Regions from separate parts of the Ovis aries genome. Here region 1 is linked to region 2. The links are chromatin contacts, called in public Hi-C maps. All regions are on one chromosome and are shown on one strand. Each heading gives the region's core, a stretch centred on a gene start, on an enhancer-like site or on the middle of the called end of the contact. The rest is flanking DNA. Distances are from core to core; before and after follow the strand shown. Region 1 holds the start of PPP2R1A (protein phosphatase 2 scaffold subunit Aalpha). Region 2 holds the start of SPACA6 (sperm acrosome associated 6).

Region 1 (6,163 bases), core at 810-3,309, 390 kb after region 2:
TTAATGGGATTCTTTGGGCAGATTACCATGCTCAATCCTTCCATCAGTGAAAGAAAAACTATTGTCTCTTGGACTCCCCATTAGCCAAAGGAGGCCCAACACTCACTACACTCCTGGGACATGGGAGACAATGTCCTAATGATTTTGTTAGTTAATACCTCTGGCAAAGGGATGCAGCCTCCAGTTAAAAGTCCCCACTGCTTTATGAACTCAGGGCCACTCTGACACTACCAACAGGTGCACTGCTTATAAACAGCAGTAATTAGCTTGCCAATAAATGCACCTCAGGTGGGCTGCCATCTATGGGGTCAGATACGACTGAAGTGACTTAGCAGCAGCAGCAGCAAATGCACCTCAAAACTGAAGTCTGATCTGTAGAAGCCTTGCAATTCTCCTGCTTGATGTTCCAAATTTGGGGATGAATCAATTTGGACTCCACTGCCACCAAGGTACGAAGGGCCCCCGAAGTCCTGCATCTTATAGGAATCACTTATTCGAGACTGGCTCCAGCAGCATCCTGGCTTTATAGGAATAAGTGGTATCTATCCCTCTGGGGGAATTTTCAGCTCTACACTATAGCCAAAGCCACTGGCACTAGTAACCCTGTCCTCTGAGACCTTCCTAAATGCATGGTCTGACCGACGCGGAAGGTTTAGGCAAGTTGAAACCTAATGTTGCTCCCTGGGCCGCTGTGGCTGTGCAGTCTTAGTGCCAGCTGTGCAGGAATAGAAAACAGATGTGGTCAGACACCTGGACGATTGCCAGTGTGTCCAAGTGGCACACAAGCCTTTAGTGTGCCTTGGACATCACTCTTTTAGGATGTGAACTGTGGAAACAAACTGTTGTGCTGAGAGAACTCTTTGGGTCATTGGTTGAAATACTCTTGGTCAGGGTCTTTTCTGTGGAGTCTGACCAGAATCAAGCTGCTGACTGCATCTATGAGCTGCAGAGGCTGTCTCTGCATGGCACACTTGGGACTCTTGGGGGGGGGGGGGCGCTTTGAGGTGTAACTGACAAAATTATAAGATATTTAGAGCGCATCCTTAGCTAAGGAGGTTTATAGCCTCCGTGAGTTGGCAGAGTTGGGGTTGGGGGAAGATCCTGGGAATAAGGAGGAAAAGACTGAAATATGCAACGTCTTCTCCGCTCAACCCCCGCTCCCTTTTATAAGGAGCAGTTTCCTAACTGGAGTGGGTCTTTAGCGAAGACTCAGCTAAGGGATACAAATTTTGAGAGAGGGAGGGAGGGAGAGAAATTGAGATTGACTGATTACGTGGCTCTGGGAGCTTGGCCAGGACTGAAGAGAGGAAGGGAAGAGGAGATACGTAGAGATCCGACGATTTAATAGGAACTGCTTTCCAAATAGAACGTACAGTTTGGGCAAAGGCTTGTTGGCATGAAAAAGCATGATGTGCTCAAGCAATTAATTTTCCAGAACTGCTGAAGAGTAAAAAGGGGAGGTGGGAGACAGGCGTTCAGGAATCAGATCCACGCATGAGGAGCGTTGGGTTTTACCCAGAGTAAGGCAAGTCGCCACGTTTCTCGGGGCCTCAGCAAAATAAAGCATAAATCAAAGACACACTCTCTCCTCCTCTCGCGCAAAGGTTCAGGAGTCCACTTGCCAGCAAGAGGAACCACTGTCTCCCAAACCAAAACCTGCGGATAGTTCTCGTTGCCCCGCCAGTGACGTCATGCATTCCTAGCGACGCAGGCGCAGAAGAACTCGGAGGCGAGCTGGCTTAGCCACCTCCCAATCTTCCTCCTCATTGGCTAGAAGCAACTGCTCGTCTAGGCCGCTATTAGCGGCGACGTAGGCGGGCCCAATCTTGGTCGCTAAGATACGACGTACTTCCGTTTCCTCCTCCCCCTCTCCTACGGCAAACTTAATCTCGTCACTTCGGCCAATGGCAAATGGGCGGTAGGCGGGACCTTATTTGTTCGGACCAAAGAAACGCAGGCTCAGCCGGGATATCGCGGCCAATGAATGTGGGGTAGCCCCTGTAAAGTGGCTCGGGCGTCCCCACGCCTTTCTTTCCTCCTCCCAGCCCAACCCCTCCCTATCCCGGTTTTAGCACGGCGCTGGCCGCAGTCTTGACAGGAACGGGACGGGCCCAAGATGGCGGCGGCCGATGGCGACGACTCGCTCTACCCCATCGCGGTGCTCATAGACGAGCTCCGCAACGAGGATGTTCAGGTCCGGAAGCAACGGGGACTTGAGGAAGAAGGGAAAGGGGACCTGGGGGCACGGGCGTCCCTCGCGGACAAGGTTCAGTGTTCGCTGGGAGTGGCGGAAGGGGCGGCGGCCAATCAGCATTCCGTTTTCATATGTTAGGGTCCCCGGACTCGATGAGACGGCGCCCGTGATTGGGTGTCGGCCCAGCGGAGGGCGGGAGCGAAGGCCACCTTGGAGGGTCCCGGGCCTGCCAAGTGCGCGCGGGGCCCCGGGCCTACGAGGCCGCGGCTCTGGAGAGAGTCGACCGATTGGGTTGGGGAGAGGCGAAGGAACGGCTTGGTGATTGGCGGCAGCAGCCCTTGAATGGCGCCTTGGGGATGCTGTGGGCGCGTGACTTGCTCCGAGTGGGGGAGGGGCCGCCTGATTGGTGGGGGTCCGGGTAGTTTTCACCCTTCACGGCTTCAGCGGCTAAGGCTCTGCGCTGTGGGTTAAACTTTCCAAATGGAGACTGAGACGTGAACACTGACTTTACAGTTCCTGCCCTCCCACTCTCCAGTTTTGGTGTAGACCCCCGAAGGGGAGGGGGGGCGAAAAGCTCACTCCCAAAGTGGGAACTGGCCAAATTCAGGTACGAATTACGAGGTGGAAACTCGCCCCCCTTCCAGGATCCTCCCGTTGAGTGGAGGGTGGGCAGTGCACTAAACGGGCTAACATTTCTAATGTGTAGGAGCGGGAGGTTCAGATATGTGAGCCCAGCAGGCGAAGTATTGAGAGGAGGTAGGGTTAGGGTTTGCCTATCCCAGCCCTGCCTCTCACCCGAGTGACCTTGGGCCGATTAGTTCACCGATCTGGGCCTTTGTTTTCCATAAACTATGGTCTAATAATAGTCCTGGTGTCAATGGGAGGTTGTAAGGGGCTGAACGAGTTAATAATACGAGTCATATAGAACGGCGCCCGGTCTGTTGTAAGGGCCCAATAAATGTTAGCTGTAATTGTGGGGAGTGGTGATCGAAGAGTTTCTATACTCCCTTTGGGCCTTAGTTTCCCCATTTATAAAATTGTGCGGGCTACACTGGCCCAGCCTCTGTGGTTTGGGCTCCTATGACCGTAGTTCGGGAGTCAGAACAGCAAGGCCAGCGTGGTGGCTGCACAGTGAGTGTCGAAGTGGTGGCAGATGAGGATTAATCCAGAGCTAGATCAAGTGAGGCCTGTGGACCAGCAAGGCAAAGCCTTTAGTGAGGTGGAGGAGCCAGTGCCAGGCTTTGCGTAGAGGAATGACATGCTCCTGAGTTTTTGCTGTCGAATAGAGACCAGGCAGGAGCAGAGAGACCTTTCTGGATGCCACTGCAAAGCAGCACCAGCATTGGCAGGATTGGGGGTATCTTGAAAAGGAGGGTTGTTGGGATTTGCTGGTGGTTTGGATGCAGTGTGGTGAGTGATGGAGGAGTCAAGATGACTGAGATTTGAATGCCAGCACTACCGGTGCCCTCCCTGTGTGCGCTGGACCAGTCAGTGCCTTGCCTGTTCTGGGTCCAGATTCCTCATCTGTAAGGAATAATGATGAGTGAGGAAGCAGCATCTGCCTGGTTGGGCAGTTGCAGTGGAATTGACCCCTTAAGAAGGCATTCAGTGATGACCTCATTCAGTTGTCATAGCAGTTTATGGTTTTATATTTGGAGAGTGAACTTCAAAGAAATTGCTTCCTTATCCAGTAAGAAGCAGTGACTGGGTTGCATTGTCTCAGGGGTATTTGGGGCACCACGTTTCTTAAAATGTGGTTCACTGGTGGAGAGAACAGGTTTCTGTGTTACTTACACTGTGTGCTTCAGTTTTCTCATCTATGAAGTGGGAATAGGGAATTCCCTGGTGGTCCAGTGTCTGGAACTCGGCACTTTCACTGCATTGGGCTCACTGCATTGGGCTCAGACTTCAGTCTGTGGTTGGGGAACTAGGGTCCCGCAAGCCGTGCAGTGGATACCTCCCCCCACCCCAAAGTAATACTTAGCATTTCATAGGCATGTTTCAAGGATTAAATACGTTAGTACAAGGAAAATGCTTAGAACAATGCACGACATGTTTTAAGTTTTCATTAAATTTAGTCTGCCGCTTGTGGTAAGATGAGGGCTTCATCTCTCAAAGGTGAGATGCTTCAGGAATTTAAAAACTGTTCTCTTAATGGTTACTGTAGAGCAGTGGGTCTTAACAGGTTGTCACGACTGGTGGGGGGAGAGCTGCAAGCAGTAGCTAGGCATGCTCCCCAGCATCCTGCACTGCCCAGGCCGTCCCTTCACAAGGGATGGTCCAGCCCCAGAGGTCAGTTGTGCCAAGGCTGAGAAACCCTGCTGTCTGCCAGCCTGCTAAGTGCTTTGTGTGTGTTTGTTGAGTCCTCACAAAAGAAATCTGAGATAGGTGCTGGGTTTTTTTTCCAGTAAATGATTTTTGATTGTCAGATCTCAAGCCACAGAGAAAATAGTACCGAATCCAGATTCAGCAGTTTAAAAAAAAAAATTTATCATATTTTTTCACCTGTTTCTCATCCTCCTCCCCACACACTTTTTTTTTTTGGCTGAAGTATTTTAAAAATAAATCCCATACCCCAGATACTTTCTCCTACATACTTCATTATGCACCTCTAAAACCATGGACTTTTTTTATTTGGCTGTGCAGTGCAGCATGTGGTATCTTTGTTCCCCAACAAGGGATCAGACTAGTGCCCCCTGCATTGGAAGCATGGAGTCTTAACCCCTGGACCACCAAGGAAGTCCTAAAACAATGGGCATTTTAATAACCACAATGACATTATCATACATCAGTTCAGTTCAGTTGCTCAGTCGTGTCCTACTCTTTGCAACCCCATGGATTGCAGCATGCTAGGCCTCCCTGTCTATCACCAACTCCTGGAGTTTAGTCAAACTCATGTCCATTGAGTCAGTGATGACATCCAACCATCTCATCTTCTGTCATCCCCTTCTGCCTTCAATCTTTCCCAGCATCAGGGTCTTTTCAAATGAGTCAGTTCTTCGCATCAGGTGGCCAAAGTATTGGAGCTTCAGCGTTTCAGCATCAGTCCTCCCAATGAATATTCAGGATTGATCTCCTTTAGGATTGACTGGTTTGATCTCCTTGCAGTCCAGAGGACTCTCAAGAGTCTTCTCCAGCACCACAGTTCAAAAACATCATACATGACAAAGTTTTTACAGTGATATTTGATGTCATCTAACAATTGATTCATACACATAATCAGATTTTCCTGATTGTTCCAGAAGTGTCCTTTTACAATTGGCTCCTTTAAATCAGATTCTGAATCTTCATTCTGAATGTTTGGTCATTGTCACACAACCCAGTAAATACTGATATAGGACTTAGCCAAAAGCATTGGGTTTCAGGGCAACACTTTTCACCACCAGGCTGGGCCCTGTGGAGACAGAGTAGGCCCGGAGGTGACACAGGCCCGGAGGTGACACAGGTGGCAATGCCATGGGTGGAGGCAGACCAGGGTTTCAAGTCTGGTCTGGCAACGTTATGAGTTACTCAACTCTTCTGGGCCTTGATTTTCTTGTTAAGTGAGAAAAAGGGTGGGAGATACACCCGGCAGGGCTGCTGTGAGGATTAAATGAGATAAACTGTGTAAAGACAGCAGGTTCTTGCATGCTCTAAGACATTTTGGGTGCCCACACCTTAGAAATACGATGTCTCAGGCTCTGGCTTCTTTTCTGGAACACATAGAATATATGGGGGTTTGAAGCAGAACTCAGGAATCAGGTTGCTCTGAGATTTTAGTTGGTGTAGGGTGGTGGTGAAGAAAGTGGGTTCAAGATCTGCTGTGCCTTCTCTGGATGACGTGTATTTTTAAAGACTTGAAAAATATTTATGCTTGCTGTTTTTGACGTGTCCAGCCCTGTACTCGGTTCAGGAATCACCAGCTGGTAACAGTCATGCTCCTTCCTCATCCCAGAGACAAGTCACCTTCCAAATGGGGGAGCAGGGACC
Region 2 (6,858 bases), core at 2,586-5,085:
CACACCTGTGGGGATTAAGTGGTGCTGCGGGGCACTGTCTTGAGTTTGGAAGCACTCTCTGGTGACGCTATAAGATTATGTCCAGTCTGGGGTTGATCCCTCCCATGGACGGATTCTTTGTTACTTGGAAGTTCATAACCTTCGTGTCCCCATTTCTACAGCATTAATAAGTGAGTCCTTGATTCAGACCTACTTCAGGGCAGGCTGAAGTGTCTTCCTGGCTCACAGTTTCTGTTCCAGGGAACTGCAGACGGCCTTGTGGAGGGCGGGGAGTTTTTATTTTCCATTGGCATGCTGTTCTAAAGGGATAATAGGAAAGGCAGAGCTTCTGTCTCAGGAGTTGATGGGCATGGTGGTCGCCTTGTATTGTAGTGGGATAGGAATTACGGATATTGGGTATCAAGGACTGACAAGAACTGTGGTACTGTGTGTCAACGGCAGATGGCCGTGGTGGACCCTGAGTCTCAGGGGCTGATGGGAGCGAATGGTGGGTTCTGAGTCTCAGGGGCTCATGGGAGTGAACAGTGAATCTTGAGTTTTAGAGATGTGTGGAAATGGCAATATTTCAGTATTAGGTGTCAAGGGAGTTATGAACTCTGTATATCAAAGAACGATGGAAACAGTGCTTCCTATGAGTCACTAACAAATGGTAACAGAGGTCTTATGCTTCAGGAACTAACGGGAATTAAGTTCTTTTATCCCAGAACTTAGGCAAGTCTCAGCCTAACTCATAAACCACTTGTTATTCATCCATCTCTCCATTCATTCATTTGGCAAACGTTTTCCTGAGCCCTTCCTCTGAGCCACACCCTATGCTGAGTGATACTGAGGACATCGAGATGACTCAGACCTCCAAAGTGCCTTCAGTGAACTCTCAGAGACAGACCCAGACGTCGAGAATCGCCAAACAAGGGAATCAGGGCAAGCACAAGAAGACAGCATGGTGGTGTGGTTTTTGTCCTGATATGAACGCAGGGCATCTGAAGATGAGAACAGACTGACAGTCATTCTGGATGCCAAGTCAAGGTGCAGGGTCTGACAAAAGATCCTTTTATCAGGTGTGAATCTGTGTGCATGACAAGTCTAACCTATGCTGGACAGCAACCCCAGGCAAGCTGGACATTTTCACAGAGGCAGCCGGTTTCCAAAGAAAGGGCATAGCACATGGACCCAGAGAGGCCTGGGTGAATGGCCTGGGCTCTGCCATTCACTTGTAAGCATGGGAAACTCACTATTCAGAATCTCAGTTCTCTCATCCTTACATGGAGATAAAACAATTCTTAAAAATAAGACTGCTGCTGGGAAGTCCCTGGTGGTCCAGTGGTTAAGACTCCATGCTTCCCATGCAGGGGGCATTGACTTGATCCCTGGTGAGGGAACTAAGATCCCACAAGTAGCAGGGTGAGGCCAAAAAACCCCAAAAAATGTTGACTGAGATAATGTATAACAAATACTCAGCCCAGAAAACTGTCCTTAAGTAGACATTCGAGAAAGGATTGCCATTTGTTATTATTCCTACCATTAGTAATCAGTGACAAAATTTAAAGAACCTAGAAGTATTTATCAAATATCTGGGTCAAGAGGCTTCAGAGCATTGGAAGAAATTATAGTTTTTAAAAAAACAGTAATTTGCATATTCATAATCATTAGTTTCTTTATGTGAAAAACCCCTCCTAGTTGATAACAAAAATGGATGAATAAGGTTTCCCAAGTGACACTAGTGGTAAAGAACCCGCCTGCCAATGAAAGAGACATAAGAGACGCTGGTTTGATCCCTGGGTCAGGAAGATCCCTTGGAGGAGGGCATGGCCAACCACTCCAGTATTCTTGCCTGGAGAATCCCATGGACAGAGGAGCCTGTTGGGCTACAATCCATGGGGTCACAAAGAGCTGGACACGACTGAAGCGACTTAGCACACACACATGGATGAATAATACAGGATACAGTGTTAAAAAAAAAAAAGCATAGAATAATATGATCCCACCTGGGGACAAAAAAGAGGGGGTTAGTATAATACATGCGTGAAAGTGAAGGTCGCTCAGTCCTGTAGGACTCTTTGCAACCCTATGGCCTATACAGTCCATGGAATTCTCTAGGCCAGAATACTGGAGTGGGTACCCTTTCCCTTCTCCAGGGGATCTTCTTAACCCAGGGATCGAACCCAGGTCTCCCGCATTGCAGGCAAATTCTTTAAGCTGAGCCATAAGGGAAGCCCAATAAACAAGTACAAAAGGATATAATTCTTCTGGAAAGATTCATAAGAAACTGGTAAGCATGAGCTGTCCCCAGAGAGGAGTGGATGGCCAGGGACAGGGCAGGAGGAGACGGCATTTTTCACTGTTGGAACCCCAGGACCCTACACTCACCACTCCCTCAGTGTGTCCTCAATATGTCCTCTGGGCCCTAATGTCCACTAGGTCCCAATCGGCACACAGTGCCTGCCCTCTTCTGCACCCCCTTCTCCCTCTGGTTCCCCATCCAGAACAACTCCTGGCCCCCGCAGTCTCAGGGCCACACTCCTGGTTGTTTTATCTTCCTGACCTCTTCCATCCTCATCACCCTCCTCACATTCTCTGTCCCACCCCCTCCTCTGGGTCCCCAGGGTCCCCGCCTCGGATCAGGCAACCATCTCCCCATCCTCCAGCAGTCTCTTCCCCCCAACTCATCCCCCACAGGCCCCAGAGGGATCACTTTGACACCCCAAATCTGACCCTGCCCCTCCCTTTGCTCCCAGACACCCACATGGGAAAGTTCCCCGCCCCGGCCAGCCAAGCGCTGGGCACCTGGCCCCGCCCACCACCTCAGCCTCCTCTTGCAGGCTCCTGAGTTCCCATCAGACTTGACCGCCCGCCCTTCTCCCAGAATCGCCCCCCTGGTTTCCTCTGGGCCTCTGCTTCAGCTGTGCCCTCCGCCTGCAATGCCCGTACGGACGCCTCTCTCTCTCTCTCTGTCTCTCTCTCTCTCTCACACACACAATTCAGATCTAACTTCTCCTAGTTCTTGGAGGTCACAACCACCGCCTTGTCTGGAGGCCCTTTCGGCTATCGCCAGCTGAAAGGATTCCTGCCCCATACCCCGGGGCTCCCACAAGCCGCTGGATCCTCCCTTCGTCATACCCCGATCGCCCAGGATTGGAACTGTCTGCGTCTGGGTCTGTCTCCTCCATCAGACTTGTGAGCTCGGACTGCAAGGGCAGATCTGGGTCTGATTCACCTTTCCGTCCCCCAGTGGGTGGGTGGGTGGAGAAACCGAAGCGGAGGGAGGGGAAGGAGGCTGGGAGAGCAGAAAGGGGGAGACAGAGCGAGGAGAGGAGAAGACCCTGATGGAGGGGCGCGGGGGGCGTGATGTAAGGAGAAAGAGAGACGCGGAGACGGAGACACGGGGGCGGGGGGGGGGGGGGGGGGAGCACAGGGCCAGGAGGAGGCAGGCAGAGTGAAGGAAAGGGAGGAGAGGTGGAGGGGACGAAAGAAAGCAGAGAGTAGAGAACCGGCCCCGGCCGAGGGAGGAGGGAGGGAGGAGCGGGAGCGCCGCCGGCTCACCCTACCGCCTCCCGGCCCCTTTTGTCCCTTCCCTCCTCCCTGCGTCACGCTCCCCGGCCCGGCCTCTCCGCCCCGCTCCCTCCCCCGCCCCGCTCCCTCCTCCCCGGGGCTGGATGGAATTTTTTCCCCTGGACCGGGGCCAGCTCCGGGGCAGGGGCGGGGCGGGGGGGGGGGGGCGGTGGCGGTGGTGGAAGCCAGGCCGGACTGGGCCGGGCGGTGGGGAGGGGCCGGGGCGGGGGCCCCCCTGGGGAGGGGGCTGATCCGCCGGGGTCCCGGGCGGGGGAGCCGGGCCCGCAGAACCGGGAGGAGGCCCAGGCCGGAGGGAGTCGGGGAGGAGGGAAGGAGGATGGCTGGGACGCCGGGAGGAAGGGGAGAGGCCGTCGGGCGGCGGAGGCGGGGAGAGGATGGAGAGCTGGCGGCGGTGGCGGCGGCGGCAGCGGGGCCCGGCTCGGCCCGGCCCCGGGGGGTTGCCCGCCGAGACCCTTCCCCCGACGCGGGAGCGGTGGAGCCGTGAGTCTACGGAGAGGCAGGGGCGTGGGACCCGGGGCCCGGACTCCAGGGTCCTTGGATTTCTGGGTTCCTGGAGGAGGAGGCGGGGGCTGGGGACCCAGAGTCCCGAATCCTTGTAGGTGGGAACTGGGGGGCCTGGATTCCGGGGTTCAGGAGGAGGAGTGGGCCAGGAGCACCTCCTAGATTCCACTGGGAGGGGAGAGATGGGGCTGGGATAGCTAGAGAGGCTCGGAGCCGGAGGAGACTCGGGAGGGGTGCCCTCCCGCGCCCTCAGGGGAGCTCAAGGGAGAGGCTGGCTCTGGAGGTGCCTCTGGCCGCGGAAGGGTTAACGTCTGGCTGGAGGGGCGGGGGAGGGGCAGGGAAGGGGCTGCGGGGCTCTGAGGGGTCAAGGGTGAGCCGAGCCAGTGGGAGGGGGCTGCCGAGGAGGGGGAGGTTGTCTGGGCTGCCAGACAGGCCAGGGTCAGCGGCGGGGGCAGGGGATGTCTGGCGCAGGAGAGGCCCAGCGTCCAGGCTCCCTCGGGGACCGGGATTCCAGTCCCCGGCCCCCTCCTCCCTCAGACCTGGGCGTCCGCGACCCGGCCCCTCCCGCAGAATTCCAGCGTCCGAACCCCAGCCCCCATTTTTTAGCCCTGGACCCTGGAGCCTCCAGCCTCTTCTTCCCTCAGCCCTTGGAAGGGAGGAAGGGGGGGGGGCGGGTCCACATTCCAGCCCCCTGATTCTCCATGAAATCCCAGAGTTCGGGCCCCCAGACCCTTTCTCCCCCTAACCCAGGTGTCCCCACCTCCTCCTCTTTGGCCCCAGCTGGAGTCCAGCCCTCTGGGGGTTAAGGGGGCGGGGCCACTGGTTGCCATGGTGCCAGACTGTTTGGGTCTGCTCTCTGACCCTTGGGGGCTCCCCAGGGTCTGCGGGGAGGGGGAGGGGGGCCCAGACCTGGGCGAAGTCCTGCGCCAACCCTTTCCCCGGGTCGGGCCTGCGGGCCCGGGGAGTCCGCGTTTCCGCCGAGGCCCGGTGCGGTGACCTCGATCGGGTCCTGACCCCCGCCCCCCGCCCTCCGCTCTCTGCGGGCCTCAGTTTCCCTAGGAGAGACGTGCCGGAGCCGCAGGGCGATGCTGCGGCCCCGCGAACCCTGAGGACGCTCGGCTTCCCTCGGCTCGCACCCCCTCCCCAGGCCCCCGGCAGCCCCGGGGCATGCTGGGAGCCCGGGCCTGGGCTTCGGGCCAGGTTGGGGGGGTCGGGGGGGCGGGGGCCGCCTCCTCCCTTCCCCTTCCTCCCCACCTTGGCCCGGCTCGCGCCCCTGCCGGAGGGTCGGGGAGGCCGGGAAGGAGGGAAGCGGGATGCGAGCGGGGTCCGCGGACCCGTCCCTGGGCTCCCCCCTCCGCCCTTCCCCCCGGCCTCCCCCGCCCCTCCGCGCCTCCCCGCCTCCCCAGCAGGTCGCTACCCCGGCCCTGGGCCCCTGCGCGAACCACCCCCACCCCACCCCCAGCTCCAGACCTGGCTCCGAGCTGCGGCGAGGGGGAGGGAGAGAAGGAAGGAGAAGGGGGGGTGGAGGGAGGCGAGAGACCCGGGAGGGAGAGAAGGAGAAAGAGAGAGAGAGAGGCAAGGAGGGAGACGGAGGGGGAGAAGGAGGCCGGGAGATGGAGAGACGAGGGAGGGAGGCAGGCAGGGGGAAGAGGGTTGTGGGGGGGGGGGGGGGGGGGGGGGGAGAGTGAGACGGGGAAATCGAGGGAGAGAAGGGAGGAAAGGGACAAAGACAGAGGGAGGGGGGCGGAGCAGGGGAGGGGGCAAGGCCGGAGGGAAAGGGAAAGAAGCAGAAAGGAGGAGAGGAGAGAGAGCAAGGCGGGGGAGGGCGGAGAGACACGGCCTGAGAAAGGCCCCTGCGAGCCGGGGACGGCCGCGCGCGGGGGGAGGCGCGGCTGGGCAGCGCAGAGCCGGGGAGGAGCACACGGAGCCTGCAGGAGATGGGGACCAGGTGAGGCCGAGGGCGAGCAGGCCGGACCGGGAGAGAGGACCGGGAAGATGGAGCTGGAGCGGGAGACGGCGGGAGCGAGACCGCTGGAGCCCTGGACCGAGGCGGAGGTTCTCAGGTGCACAGACTCAGCCCCGGGCTGGGGAGGGCGGGTGCTGGGCCCTCTAGCCTGGAAGGCCTGGCCCCTCCCACTCCTGCCCCCGCCACCCTCCCCACCCCAGCCTACGGCTGGCTGGGGCTCAGCCTTACCACCTGCGAAATGGGGGTGCCGATGGCACCTCGCGCTCAGCCGGAGAGATGACACAGGCCTGGGGCGGCATCCGCGGATGTCAGTGTGGTACTTGATGAGAGGCCGAAAGCAGGGGTGAGAGAGGAGCAGATACCCAGACAGGCTTTCACGGGTTTATAGCCCCTGGGCGGCCTCCGCCCTGCTTCTGGATTTCAGATTATCTGACAGGTAGGGTCAGGGAGGGAGCTGGCCCAAGTGTCCAAACTCTGAAACTGGTGAAGTTCCCTCGGACCCGGGATCCAGGAAGCCGGGCTGCGTCTTCTCCGAAGGAGACAGGCCTGGCTGGATTCCCGGGACTGAGGGAGGGGCCGGGGGCCTGGCCTCCTGGGTCCCCTGGGGAGAAGAGGGGCTTGAGGACTCGGACTTTTGAATCTCAGGGAGCAGTGGGGGCTAGGGGACCTGGATTCCGGGGACCTTTGGGGAGGAAGGGGCCGAGAGACTGACTCCTGGGTTCCTTGGGGAGGAGGGGGCCGGGGGCCCGGATTCCTGGGTCCTGGCACCCACCCGTAGAACCGACCTTGCGGGGCCTTCGCCGCACACAAGCTCGTGTCTG

What was found. A called contact is a pair of places that touch in the nucleus more often than the background predicts.
Region 1: a contact with region 2 is called in a Hi-C map of hypothalamus, with 6 times the contacts expected there. The contact joins the promoter of PPP2R1A here to the promoter of SPACA6 in region 2. A contact is called at or near these places in 2 of 16 Hi-C or Micro-C datasets (hypothalamus and liver).

Annotation. Positions count from the first base shown.
Region 1 is chr14:58,152,547-58,158,709 of ARS-UI_Ramb_v3.0, forward strand. It overlaps PPP2R1A (protein phosphatase 2 scaffold subunit Aalpha), which reads left to right and starts at 2,060. Exons shown (of 15, transcript XM_027978664.2): 1 at 2,060-2,194. The coding sequence starts at 2,117.
Region 2 is chr14:57,763,015-57,769,872 of ARS-UI_Ramb_v3.0, forward strand. SPACA6 (sperm acrosome associated 6) reads left to right here and starts at 3,836. Exons shown (of 10, transcript XM_015100074.4): 1 at 3,836-6,858.